Linked DNA regions of Anas platyrhynchos: regions 2 and 3 are each linked to region 1. A link is a contact called in public Hi-C data. All regions are on one chromosome and are shown on one strand. The core of a region is the stretch at or near the end of the contact, and the rest is flanking DNA. Distances in the headings are between cores, read along the strand shown. Region 1 overlaps TCF12 (transcription factor 12). Region 2 holds the start of TCF12 (transcription factor 12). Region 3 holds the start of CGNL1 (cingulin like 1).

The links. Hi-C and Micro-C count contacts between places; a contact is called where the count stands out from the background.
Region 2: a contact with region 1 is called in a Hi-C map of subcutaneous adipose tissue, with 1.6 times the contacts expected there. The contact joins the promoter of TCF12 here to the enhancer-like site in region 1. A contact is called at or near these places in 7 of 8 Hi-C or Micro-C datasets (F1 follicle, F5 follicle, liver and 3 more).
Region 3: a Hi-C map of subcutaneous adipose tissue shows a contact between it and region 1, with 2.4 times the contacts expected there. The contact joins the promoter of CGNL1 here to the enhancer-like site in region 1. A contact is called at or near these places in 3 of 8 Hi-C or Micro-C datasets (liver, skeletal muscle and subcutaneous adipose tissue).

The regions. Positions count from the first base shown.
Region 1 is chr11:7,219,129-7,223,290 of IASCAAS_PekinDuck_T2T, forward strand. The region is part of intron 9 of TCF12 (transcription factor 12); the gene reads left to right. Among named protein-coding and RNA genes, the nearest start is that of CGNL1, 67 kb to the right of the region's middle. Within about 2 kb of position 2,428, at least 4 of the 8 cell types and tissues checked have an H3K27ac peak or open chromatin away from gene starts, as enhancers often do. A contact at or near this core is called in F1 follicle and subcutaneous adipose tissue, where this site is marked.
Region 2 is chr11:7,103,994-7,108,155 of IASCAAS_PekinDuck_T2T, forward strand. TCF12 (transcription factor 12) reads left to right here and starts at 2,092. Exons shown (of 22, transcript XM_038184788.2): 1 at 2,092-2,260; 2 at 3,126-3,222; 3 at 3,990-4,062. The coding sequence starts at 3,148.
Region 3 is chr11:7,286,047-7,290,208 of IASCAAS_PekinDuck_T2T, forward strand. CGNL1 (cingulin like 1) reads left to right here and starts at 2,342. Exons shown (of 21, transcript XM_038184782.2): 1 at 2,342-3,138. LOC113844967 (a long non-coding RNA gene) reads right to left here. Exons shown (of 5, transcript XR_011812063.1): 3 at 2,926-3,035.

The DNA of each region.
Region 1 (4,162 bases), core at 1,178-3,677:
GGAGAAGGATAAAAACTAAAAATCAGTGATTTACTTTCTTAATTAGCTCAAACTTGAACCGAGATTTTTGAGCCGTTGATTTTTTTTACTAACAGATAAAATGTATTTTTTTTCAGTGGCAGTTGCATTCTCAGAGATTCTAAACTCTTGCAGTATTTCTGATAATTTCTCAGACTGTAGGAGTTGTCCTAACTAAGCCAAGAAACAGTAATAACATCATGTGACTCAAAACCAATTGTAACTAATTGGTGGGGCACGAGTTACCTATAGAGAGCATAGTCAGTGCTTTCAAAGAACTTCTTGATCTGCAGAGGGAGAACAGTAAGGCTTGCTTGGAAATGCGCAACGAGTTTGTAATCAAATTACCAATGTGCTATGAGCAGAAGCATGGTACTGTTTACGTGTGTTGTCAAAAAATATTTCAGATCAATATTTATCATTAGCACCATGAGCAATAGCTGTTGTGTCACAATTGTAAGAGAAATATTTGTATTATATATATTTATATATTGTATTATATATATTTGTCATTATTCCTTTGCCACTTAATTGGTCTTACATGAGAGAGTAGAAATACTTGTGTGTTGATTTTTTTTTTTTGTTACAGAAAATTCTGTGACAAATGTTTTCTGTGTAGTGCCATTTCTAATAACTACTTTGAGCATTTTAGATTTTCCATAGCACCCAAGGCTATCAGTTAATATTAAACTTTTGATTGCCACTTATTTAATCAGATTGTCAAATGAACATTTTCCATCATCAGAGATCTCTCTCCTAAATTTGAACTCTTTACTAAGCACAGAGAGAGGAAACTTGGTTTTTGTATGTAGAATTACCTCTAACAAACTAAAGGGCCTCTTTTCTAATATACTAGCCTTTTAAAGAATGAGCTTGAGAAGTACAAAATAATAAAAAATAAATAAATAATTGGTCTTACTCCCTTTTGTAATCCCTCCTACTTCCACTCCTCCCCAGGGTTAAAAGAGAGTACCTGAAGTAGGGGGTGGAAGTGATCTGGTTGTCTGTTTATCTGAAACCCAGTTTTTGAGATTTTAATATTTAGCGAATGTTGTATTTTTAATACAATCTAATGTGAGCAGACTTGCTTTAGAGAATTATCCTCACAATTAACAAGTTCAGTATGTATTGAAGTAGCCTGGTGTAAATCAACATCCTTGGAATAGTTTTCTGAAGTCAGGGTCTCTTTTCTGAGTAGTATGTCTGAGTAAAACCTTTGGAGCATCCTTCCTGGATGGTGTTGAACTGAGTGTGACGTTGTGTCTAATTGTTTAATTTTCTTCATAAGATTTATTCCCACAGAACATGTCAGTGAGAAATGGTGCCAAAATGTAAAAAGTGGTATTTAGAGTTTGTTCAGAGCACTTCTGAGTTGCCTGGTGCAGTCGAGTGATGCATTCAGCTGTCCGCCTTCAGCATGTAACACGCGGGGACATGAGTAACCCCGACCCTTGCCTCTGATGCTGTGCTGTGTTTTATAAGGCATTTTAAATGACGAAAGTGAGCAAATGAATCCCTATGGATAATGCAACGCAGAACTTGTGGTTTCTTCCTTGTGAGTCAGTCTTCCTTCTGCTTGATGCTTATTCTTTGGCCATCAGATTCAAAGTCTGATGCTTTTAGGGAATGGACTAAGTTGAAATAGATCTGAAAAGCGCAGTGAGTTAAGATTAGAGCATCCCACCCACCCTTTGCTGTGCACGTGAAGTGAAAACCAGTCCACTGGTGCTGAACAGCTAAGCTGCTGTTGTGCTGTGAGCTCAGGTGGCATTCTCGCTGCGTGAGGTGAGGTGAGGGACGTGATGTGTGTGCCCCTCTCTTCACAGCAGCTCCTGACCGTGGGCACGTGGTGGCTCCAGGGCTGCTGGGCTGCTGCCGGGCTGTGGCGTAGGCCACTGTGAGGTTGCTTTACTGAGACAACTTCTGTGTGAAAATCCCTCACATGCACGGTGGATTTACTGGTAGATTTTTTAGTTTTCTTTACACTTCCACAGCATAGCAAAATGAGCACAGTAGATGCTCCTAAAGTAGTGTAGATCTGCACAGAATGTAAAGGCAGCGCCCGGCGGTGAGGCTGCCTTCTGAGGGGCGAGGTGACAGAGCAGCAGCTCGTCAACTGCGGAGAAGTTGCGCGGGGCTGCTCCAACTTGTGCTTCACCGGGAAGACAGACGAACGCTCCCGTTACCACAGACTACAGCGTGGCACTTCACACACACAGCTCAGGAGAGCGGCTTTTTGTCCTCTCCTCCCCTCGGGGGGGGAGCCGGCAGGGCCGCCAGCCCGCAGGCCGGGAGAGCCCCGGGCGGGCAGCAAATGGCGGCGCGGCCGCGGCTGCCCCCAGCCCGCGCAGCGCCGGGGGCGGAGCCGCCTCGGGGGGCCGCGCAGGGGGCGCTGCGGGGGCTCCGCCAGCAGGGGGCGCCCCCGCCGCGCGCCGCGCCCGGCGGCCGCTGGGAGGGGCTCGGGGCTCGGCCGCGGGCTGAGGAGAGCTCGGGCCCACAGCGCAGGGGGCTGAGCAGGGGCAGTGCTCGTACTTTTTTATTTATATATATTTTTTTTTAACTTACAGCTAACGGGAAGTTTTTCCTAAAATCAAATAAAAAAAATCAATCAAAAAACCTTGCAATATAGCTACATAAAAGCACTGGGTGGGTTTTAATCTCAGTTACACTGGTATTTGTTCGTAGTTTTCCTGCTTTGTTACCATGTAATTAACAACGTGATTTCCACCTAAAGCAGTAAGCGCTGCTTCCTGAGGCTTTCGGTCTTGTCTGCTGGAAGAGCTGCGCTGTGCTCGGTGTGCGCTTACAGAGCACGCTGACACCGGCCTTGCTGTGGTTAATCCTAATAAATGTTTGGCTGTGAAATGCATCCTGCTAGGAGTCCTGAGGTGCATAGAATTTTTTTCTGAAGTATTGCTAGTAGCTCAAAGTTGATATTTATATGTTATACACACATTTACACATACAGATACATAGGTGTGTGTGTGTATTTTGGTTAGTAACTGGCTGTTCAGTATCAGATGACTTTCCAAGAATTTGTCTTTTCTCCTTTATTCCCCATTCCTTGTCTTTACTTCAGGGAGGCGTTGGTTGGGGTCAGTCTCCTCTGTCTCAGTTTCAGGTTTTCGTAGCGCTGATAAGAGCTTAATCACTTCTGAAACATCTGTGCCTTTTTCAAACGTGGTTGAAGTTGATAAAAACGTCCAGCCCTGCGCAGAGTGGGGATAAAGGGAGAGCCTTCTAGGGCAGTTGTCTTAGCCTGCTGCCTTTGGAAATAAGGCTAACCTAGCCCCTCAGAAATGAAACAAATTAGGAAGAAGAACAGAATTGGCGTCCTCATCGATAGCAGGTTTGGGGTTGTATTAGGTTACTGTTTTTCAGAAAGATTTATGCCAGATCTCTGTGAGGAAACTCAAGACTTACACATCACAGTTGCTTCTTTTGGTGAAAAGGGAACTTTGAATTATGTCTGACTCAAAATTATTGTAAAAGTTTTTGCTGCTTGTGTTTGAACAGACCCATTTGAAATAATAAAGCTGTGATTAAAAAGCAGTAACATTTTTCAAGTATTATGATACTGCAGTGTTGTTATGGCATATATTTGACCAGAGGATGGCTCTTGTCCATTGAGGCACTTACATAATTACCTTTTATGTGGTATGAGGATAATTTTCAGTGATCTGGAGCAATTATGTTTATTTTTTTCATAGACTCAAGTGCTGGGTTACATATGCTTACTGTGTATTTGCTTTGTGGCTCTGACAAATTGGACAAAAATGTGTTTCACATAAAAGATTGATTTTAGGAAGAACATACAGTTCATTCACAAAACCTCTTATTGTTAAAATCTTTATTCTGATACAGGTAGCTTGGTTTATTATTAGGACAGTATTTCACTTTGCATCAGATTTCATAATCTCTTTATATACTTTAGAAACAGGCAGCTTATTGTTTTTGACACACAGTACAGGGTCATGAGTGGAAACAATTCGGGCTACAAAGTGCATGTCAGTTCAGCACTCCTCTGCTGACGGCATGTCTGTCTGAAATCAAGTTTAAAAAATTGGCCCTGTCTCCAGCTGACTTGTTTTGTCAGGCTGAGTCATCAGATTAACCCTTGACTTGTCACCAAGGAAAATGGAGT
Region 2 (4,162 bases), core at 842-3,341, 120 kb before region 1:
GATAACGTAATGCATTAATTGGTTATTTTAACCTATTATCCCTTGCAAGGAATAGGAGGAATTTAGAGGGACTGGCAGAGAAGAAAAGCTAGTAGGTAAGCAGCAGCTTGAAAAAGGGGTTGGAGATTGAGAATAGGTGAAAGACAGTATTACGTGGATGTAGAATATTGTTCCTTCATGTTTGAGTGTCCTTGTTATTTTGATCAATTTTGACTAAAGAGGGGTGAAGAGGTTAAAGGTTCCAAATCTGGCCAGCGTGGCAGAAGATGTTTGGTATCCAGAAAAAAATAGGTTAAATTAGGTCAGATTAGGTCAGGCTCACAGTATGTTTTGGGCCAAAGCACACCTTCCATGAGGCCTTGGGTACTTGCTGTCTGGCATCATTTCTGCAAACTTTGTGTTCGGATCATTGCAGGTGTCTGAAAATGAAGTTTTTCAAAGAGGGTTGTCAACTCCGTAGAGCTGCAGTGCAGAAGAATGGCTGCTATGAAGTGAGTTTTGGTAATGAGCATGCGTGGTGCCAGCAGCTGCATCAGAAAGTGACATTTGGACCAAAGGAAATACCTTCTGGAGATACATATATATATAAAAAGCATACATCATGGATTATGTGGATGCATTATCTTCCACTCAAACTTTGTAACTACAAATAAAAGCCTACAAATGTGAACTGTAAAACCCTAGGTCTGAGGGCAAATAAAAACTTCTATTTTTTTAAATTAAGTTTTAATTTTAATACAGTTACACTTCAGTACAAGTAACTGTTGGCATTGTTGCTTCCAATTCATTCGATTTAGTCTGTTTACTAATCAATGCTTGTGAGTGTAGCTGCTGTAGCAATTGATACTAAGTACCAATACCGGTGAGTCTTCAAATGTAGTCCTTGGAGAGAAACAAAAATATTTTCACTGTATATAAATAAGGGGTCTTCCTTGTAACACAAATGTGTCAGATGAGTCCTTGTGAAATATACAATGATCCCTGTCGTTGGATGAAGTCTTATTTACACTACAAAGGGAAAAGTACATATTTATGTTCCTCAGGGGCACAGAGAATGGAAGGCATTGTGTTGATATTTTAATACAAATTGCTCCCTGCATTTCTAGGTGGCAGATCTATGAATATTCACAGAATCCCAAGGCCAGATGATCATCCAGAACGTGGCATCTATGGCAGCAAAATGGAGGAAGAGGCCTGAAGGCTCCAGAGCCGCCATTTTGCCCAGGGGGGGATAAGTTTGGGCTCACCCCCCCCTTCCTCCGGAAGATGTCACGGTTGGGGTCTGGGGGTGGGCATGGGGCTGGGGAGCCCCCCGGGGGGCTGTGCTGGCCGCCCGGCAGCCTGGCAGGGAGGAAGGCTTGCGGGCAGCCCGCTTGCTGTCTCCCTCAAGTGTTTGAGGTTCTCCAGGATTTTAGGAACCCTTTTTCCCTGCCATTGCGCGTTCCAAGTCCCCTTGCTCCAAAGGACTGACGTGTCAGTAGCTTCTTTTCTTTATCGCTTTCAATTCTTCCCTTAGGGCAGGTCGCCCTCAGCACCTGGGGTCAAACCCCAGCAGCGCTGCGTGGCGCGGAGCGGGCCAGCGGCCAGGTGGTGGCGAGGAGGTGCCACCTGGGGGCTCTGCAGGCTCGGGAGACGGGCAGCGAGCACCGGGCCCAGCAGCTGCCCGGCCTGGGGGGCTCCCCGCGGGGCAGGGGCAGGGGCAGGGGCAGCGCCGCTCCGTGCCGAGCCCCGGGGGCTGCGCGCTGCAGCGGGGGGGGAGCGGGGTTGGGGAGGGGGCGGCCGGGGCCCGCTCCGAGCTCGGGGCGCTCACGGGGCCGCCCCCCCGCAGAGGATGCGCGCTGCGGGGCGCTGCGACGCCTCACACAGCCTCACACAGCCTCACACAGCACGTGCCGCGCCTCGAGGGCTGCCCGGCTCCGGAGGGCACCGGGGGGGGGGGGGCGGCTGCGTTACCGGGAGGCCGCCCCGCGCCGCCCCCCCGGCTCCTGCCCCGCCGCCGCCGTCGTCGTCGCCGGGCGCTGCTTGGGGCCGGCGGCTCCTTCGTCCCGCCCCCGGCGCGGCGCGGCAAGGGTTAAGGCGGCGGCGGCGGCGCTCGGCGCGGAGGGATACGGAGCCGGGGCCGCGAACGTGGTGCTGAGGCTCCGTAAGCAAAAAAATGTCTGCCTGAGGGGAGCCCACAAGTTCCTTCCAGCGGGGGGGGAGCGCTCGGCTCGCCGCCGCCCGCCCGGCCCCGCGCAGCGCAGCGCCCGGGGGGCACCAGGTACCGGCGGGGGGGGCCCGGCACAAGTTGGCGGACAGCGGCCGGGCCGGGGGAGCGGCGGCGGCCGGGAGCGCGGCGGGGCTGAGGCGGCGGCGGCCGGGCGGGAGGGGGGAAAGAGGGAGGGAGGCAGCGGGGCCGCCCGGGGCGGGGGGACCGGGCCGCCACCGGGGCTGAGGGGGGGTGTGTGGGGGGGGTGTACGTGGGGGTGAGCCCGGGGGGCGGCGGCGGGGCCGGGCGGCGCCGAGCCCCCCCCTCGGAGCCCCCCCTCGCGGGCGGCGGCGGGGCCGCGCTGGGCGGCGCGGGGCTCGCAGCGGCCCTGAGGGGGCCGCAAGTTGCAGGGAGCGGGGCCGCCGCTCCCCCGCGCCGCCCGCCGGGCACAAGGGAAGGCGCCCACCCCCCCCCCGCACCCCCTCCTCCTCCTCCTCCTCCTCCTCCCGCCGCGAGCGCGCGCACGCCCCCTCCCTGCCTCCCTCCCTCCCGCCGCACGCGCATTCCGCTCCCGCCCCCCCGGCGGCGCGGGGGGAGGAGGAGGAGGAGGAGGAGGCGGGGGGGGGCCGGGAGCCGGCGGTCCCGCTCGGGCGGCCATGGCTGTGCCGAGGCCCCGCCGGCCCCGCGCCGCCGCCCCCGCTGCAGCCCCATTGTTGGCCGCGCTGGCGGCTCGCTGAGCGCTCCTCGCTGCGTGTCAGCCCTCGGGCCGGGACAGGGAGGGAGGGAGGGAGGGAGGGGGATGAGCCCCGGGACACTTGGCAGGAGTTGGGCGGGTCGGGGCCGGCGCTGACCCCGTCGGTGCGGCCGGTGCAGGGGGGCTGCCCCCGGGCTGCTGTCGAGGCGAAGCGCTCCCTGTGCCCCTTCTCCCGTGCCCCAGGACGCGATCGCAGCGTTTGAAGATGAATTCCCAGCAGCAGAGGATGGCCGCGATAGGAACTGACAAGGAGCTGAGCGACTTGCTGGACTTCAGCGCGGTAGGACATGCTTCCAGGGCTTCTTGTCGCTGCGCCGTGCTAAACGGAGGAGTAAGGGCGGCAGCGTGCGGGGCTGGGCTGCCTTCCTCACAGCCAAGTTGGACACCTGAACTTTGATGTAATGTCTAGACGTCCAGATTTAATACCGTAATACCAGCTGGGTCAATTGGTTTAACTGGTTAAAATCAGGCTGACCCAGTGATGGCATAATCTAATAATTAACATTTGTTAAGCTGGCGTGTGGCACCGAGATGCCTTCTTCCTCTTGGTTTGTTTTTGTCTTTAAACCAAAAGAACGCTTAACGTCTGTAAGTAACTCGGTCTCAGAAAATTATAGGTGTTTTCTTTTTGATACTTTTGTTTTAACAGATCTTGAAGAATGTTGGACTTATGGATGTAATCGAAAACTGCTACCTTTCAAGAGTTGACTTTATCTAGTGACTTTAATTTCATAAATCCACAAGAAATATATTTTTAGTAGTAAAATTTAAATTGAATGCATATTTTAAATTGTCGTGGTAGTATTAGGCCTTTATTTTTTATTTTAAGCTGTGTTCATGCACAAAAGAGTGTAATGGTACAAATAAATTGGAAGGAATACTTTGCCTTTATGGCTCTGAACGTGCATCCTACATTCTGTTTATTTTCTAATAGAAATAGGAATCAAATAGTCGTTTCCTATGAACTTTGTTTTAAGTCTGCGGACCAGCTTCATAATTGAACATGGGAGTTCAAAGCCAGCTTATACACATCTTCTTGTTTTGCAGATGTTTTCCCCACCTGTTAATAGCGGGAAAACCAGACCAACCACGCTGGGAAGCAGTCAGTTCAGTGGATCAGGTAAGGTGCATCTGAGATACATAGAAGTCATGTAACCAGGATTTGATGTTTCAGGTTACTTTCAATGTGCTTGGATGGTAATCTTTCACTTGTACGTATT
Region 3 (4,162 bases), core at 1,092-3,591, 67 kb after region 1:
AAAGTATTGCAGTTCCTTAGCTTGGAAAAGGATATACAGAATGATAGAACAAAGACATTCTCATGGACAAAACGTGTTCATGAGACAACAGCAGCTTCCCAGCATAAAAGAAGGATTAATAGGGCAGCAAGAAGTTTAACATTTTTTTTTTTTTACATGCAAATATTAAAAAAAAAGTGCTAGAAAAAAGTAATCTGAATAACAGGAATTGGCAACATATTTTCATGTCATTGCAAAAAACATTATACCAGCCAGCACCCTTCCTACTCAGTCAATATCTGTAAGTTGTGGAATGGCAAATGTTAAAAGCCTGCATTGTGCAATTTATTAACATTTAACGTGGCAGATCTGTAAGGAGTCAATCAACAAATTTCTCTTCTGTCATTGTGTTTTCTGAAAGTAACAAACATGCTGATGCTACAATGCTCCTACATCATGTTCTGTGTCTTTGTATGCCAGCACTGTATATTCAGTTGCTGTTGATTTTATGAAGCTCTGAGACATTTCCACATGGGAGCAGGGTCACATTTCTGTTTTTATTGTTCCACTATAGCTTTTAGCACTGTAACTTACTGTCTTTACTTCTCAGTTCATAAGACACCCTGAGAAGCTTGAAGCTGTAGCCTACCAATTCTGTTGACAAAACAGGAAAATTGGCTGACAAGAGTTATCTCTCTGAGTATCTAGTTACATTACCCACTTTTTGTCCAACTGTTTAGCCTCTTCCCAGATCTGACTGTTTCAAAATTAACCATACTACTCCTGCACCATATGTTCAGATGCCCCAAGGGAGAACGGAGTTGTTTTTCAATTGGCTCACTGTCTTTTAATGAGGCAGGGGACTTGTGACCTCTGTGCATGGTGGCTGATAAATGGTAAGATGTACCCACACATACTCACAGAAAACCTGCAAACACAAATGAGTTGTGGATAATCTCTAGCATTTACTAGGGAAAAGCAATCTTGTGTGCAAACACTTAATCAAAAAGCTAATGCTTAATAGTATGTGATTTTAAACTGCCCATGCACAAGTCTGTCAACATTTATTTCCAGGTTCTCTGATCCTCTTTATTAGTTTCCTGTCTTGCTTTCATCTTAACAACAACTTTCTGTGACTTGGTTGTTTTTGTATATTTGTTTTTTTTCCCTTTTGTTAATAAATAACCATTTTTCCTCTTCAAATCTGTTTACATTTCTTAAGGATTTGAACAGGTTAAAAATGTTGTTCATGCTACTGAAGGAAAAGCGTGTGCTTAAACAAAAAGTGTTATGTAACTTATATAGAATAATATCACATGCTAGACCATTATGTTAGGATCTGATCAGATAAATGAGCTTTGCCTTCATTAAAAGCTCTAATCTTGATTATAGTCAGAGCAGCCTTTAAATGACAACTCCAGAGTTTTCCTCTAAAGGATCTTTTATGTTCTGGTTTGGAATTTTTCAAATAACTAAGAGGTTTTGTTTTGTTTTGTTTGGGGAAAACAAAAGCAAAATTTTCTTCCTGACCATTTTTTTTTAAATAATGGGGTGATCATGGAAAAACTTCCCCTTGGCTCTCAGCTGTGAGTTATAAATACCCACCAGCCAAATCCAAGTCTGGGTTTATTTCTATTTTCTTTTTCCAAGATCTCCTTTCTGGAGATGTGTTTGAGCCTTAGATCTCTTGCCTGTATTGTTACAGAACTGATGAAAGTCTGAGATCTCAATCAAAGGCTTAACAAAACAATAATCCTCTATTGCCCTAATTCTTCTCAGAAACATCTCTCTCTGACAAGAACAGTCCTTAAGCTTTTACATCTTTTTCTGCTTAAAATTACTTTCCTAATTAGAAAGAATTGTTTCCTTCCCAAGTCTTTGTGCCTGAAGAGCACTGTATTTATTGGAAAGCATGTCTCAGCTCTTTAGCCTCCCTCTCCCCCAATATTGTGACAGTGATAACACTTCACATCCCTCAAAAATTCCAACTTCCTTTTTTAACACACAGAAGAATTCAGTAACATTCTTTACAATCCGCCTAATTCCATTTGTAGCAAAAATCAGAAAGAGGAAGAATCACACAGATTTCATGCTTAATGTAATCATTTTCAAGGAAAACATATTTAAAAATAATTATCTTTTTCAGACGTATACACTTTATAGACTTCTCCACTTCGACACTTCAGGACATCATTTAACGGGAATTAGAATCAGAATGTGTGCACGCAGTACAGGCAGAATTAGTTGAGTATTACACATTAAGTAGGGAATGTAAAACAGATTTCCATACCAGAGGATTTGTTTACTTTTTTCCAGCTCAGCAGCTGTTCATCCTTACAGGTGATGAGGCCCCATTTCAAGAAGTTGCTTATGCAGGAATAGTACTAGTAGCTTCAAGTGTCTAAGTAATCCTGCACATCCTGAGTTAGACACAAGCTCAGATGCCAGCCTGACTTCAGTCATAATAAATTTACCTGCCAGCAAATTTTAGTATGTTAACATGGACTACATGGAAGAAGCTCCTGACAAGCTGCAACAAGATTTAAGAAGGTTCTGAAAAACTTAGTCATAGGGCATAAATAAATCATTATGTGCTGTTGAAGAAGATGAATTTGAGTCTAGCTCAATACCAAATAATTCACACTGAATGAGATGACTCTATTAACTGGTACAGATTTGAATAGCACTTGAATGAAATTTGTTAGTGCCCTTACAATGAAGTCTGCAACGCGAAGATGTGATGATGGCCATGGTTTATATGACTAAGTGGTTGTTATACCAACCTAGCCAGCAGGCATGACTGCACCTGATTTGACTGCCTTTCTTCAGAAGTGAACAGAAACAGCTGTTCAAACAGCTGAATGTCTTTTGCTATCCCTGTGACTACCATTGTTTTAATCTGAGAAGAGTGGTTGAAGCTGGAGTAATGATCTCTTCTGCACTTACCAGTAACCCAGCACAGAGATGCCACCAGTGACACATGACAGGGTCTTCAATTCATCTCCCCTGGAAATGGACCGTTTTTCCTCATTCAAATTCCCATCTCAGTAAGGATACTGCAATCACAGAAAAAGTCCAGAAGTTAAGAGTGATTAAAGACAAGATGGAGAGACTTTCACGCGACAGATGTGTGAAACCTGGTGCTACTGAGCTGAGACTGTAAGTAACTAAGATCATGAGGTTGCATAAAGCAATGAATATCATTATAAATATATTAGCACTGTCCTACTGAAAAAGAAGACAGCATATAGTAAAACAGGATTGGATAAAAAAATAAAGTTTTACAAGATATCTCTTTCACTCATCTGGGTAACTAAATGCAACACTATATTAATCTAGTGAGATTAAAATATAGCAAAATAACTAAATTAATTACAATATCTTCTTGTATTTGCCAAATATCTTTCTCTTGAGGAAAAATGTTGATTATTAGTTGGGAATATAAAGAAAGTCTTTATGTACTCTAGTCATGCATTGTATTTTTAATTTGAGGGAAGACAAATGTCTGGGAAGTCATCTATTCTGAGATTACTCACTCTTTATAGTGAGGTACTCCTAATACTGCTTCTGAAAACCTTTGAATGTGTGGATCTATGTTTTTGGAATTCTAAGTTTTGTTTTGTGACAGATGCTACTTACACCTTTCTTTTGACACCAGAAGATTAACGTAGAATAAGTTAATTCTATTTGCTTTGCTACTGGTAACAGTTCTACATAGAAGTTTTATATGTCTGACTAAAATGAAATTTTGTATATATCATTAATGATAAATGCAGGTGTCTGCGCTCTAAGAATATCTTCTAAATGAAGGGTTACCCTGTAACAGTTTGTATAGTTTGGCAGGTATGCTATTGGAATACAAGAGAAAGTGAAGGAAGGTTTCTTTTTTCTCAAAGTCTCAGTCTGCTAGAGGCCATTTGTTGCTCTAATGAAGATAGCAGATTGAGAAGAGAAACTTGTGCATCTGGGCAAGTGATAAGATCAGAACAGAGAAGTGCTAAACTGACCTGAAACCTAACAAAATCTACAAAACAGATCTGATCTTTCTGAAGAGCCAGTGCAGACCAGCAGAAATGACAGAGTAGAGAAGCCATGGAGAAAACTCTAAGTGCAAAGTGACTGCATCAGCAGCAGTCACAGCAATGGGAAAACTCTCTGGATTGACAACAAATAAGCTGATCAG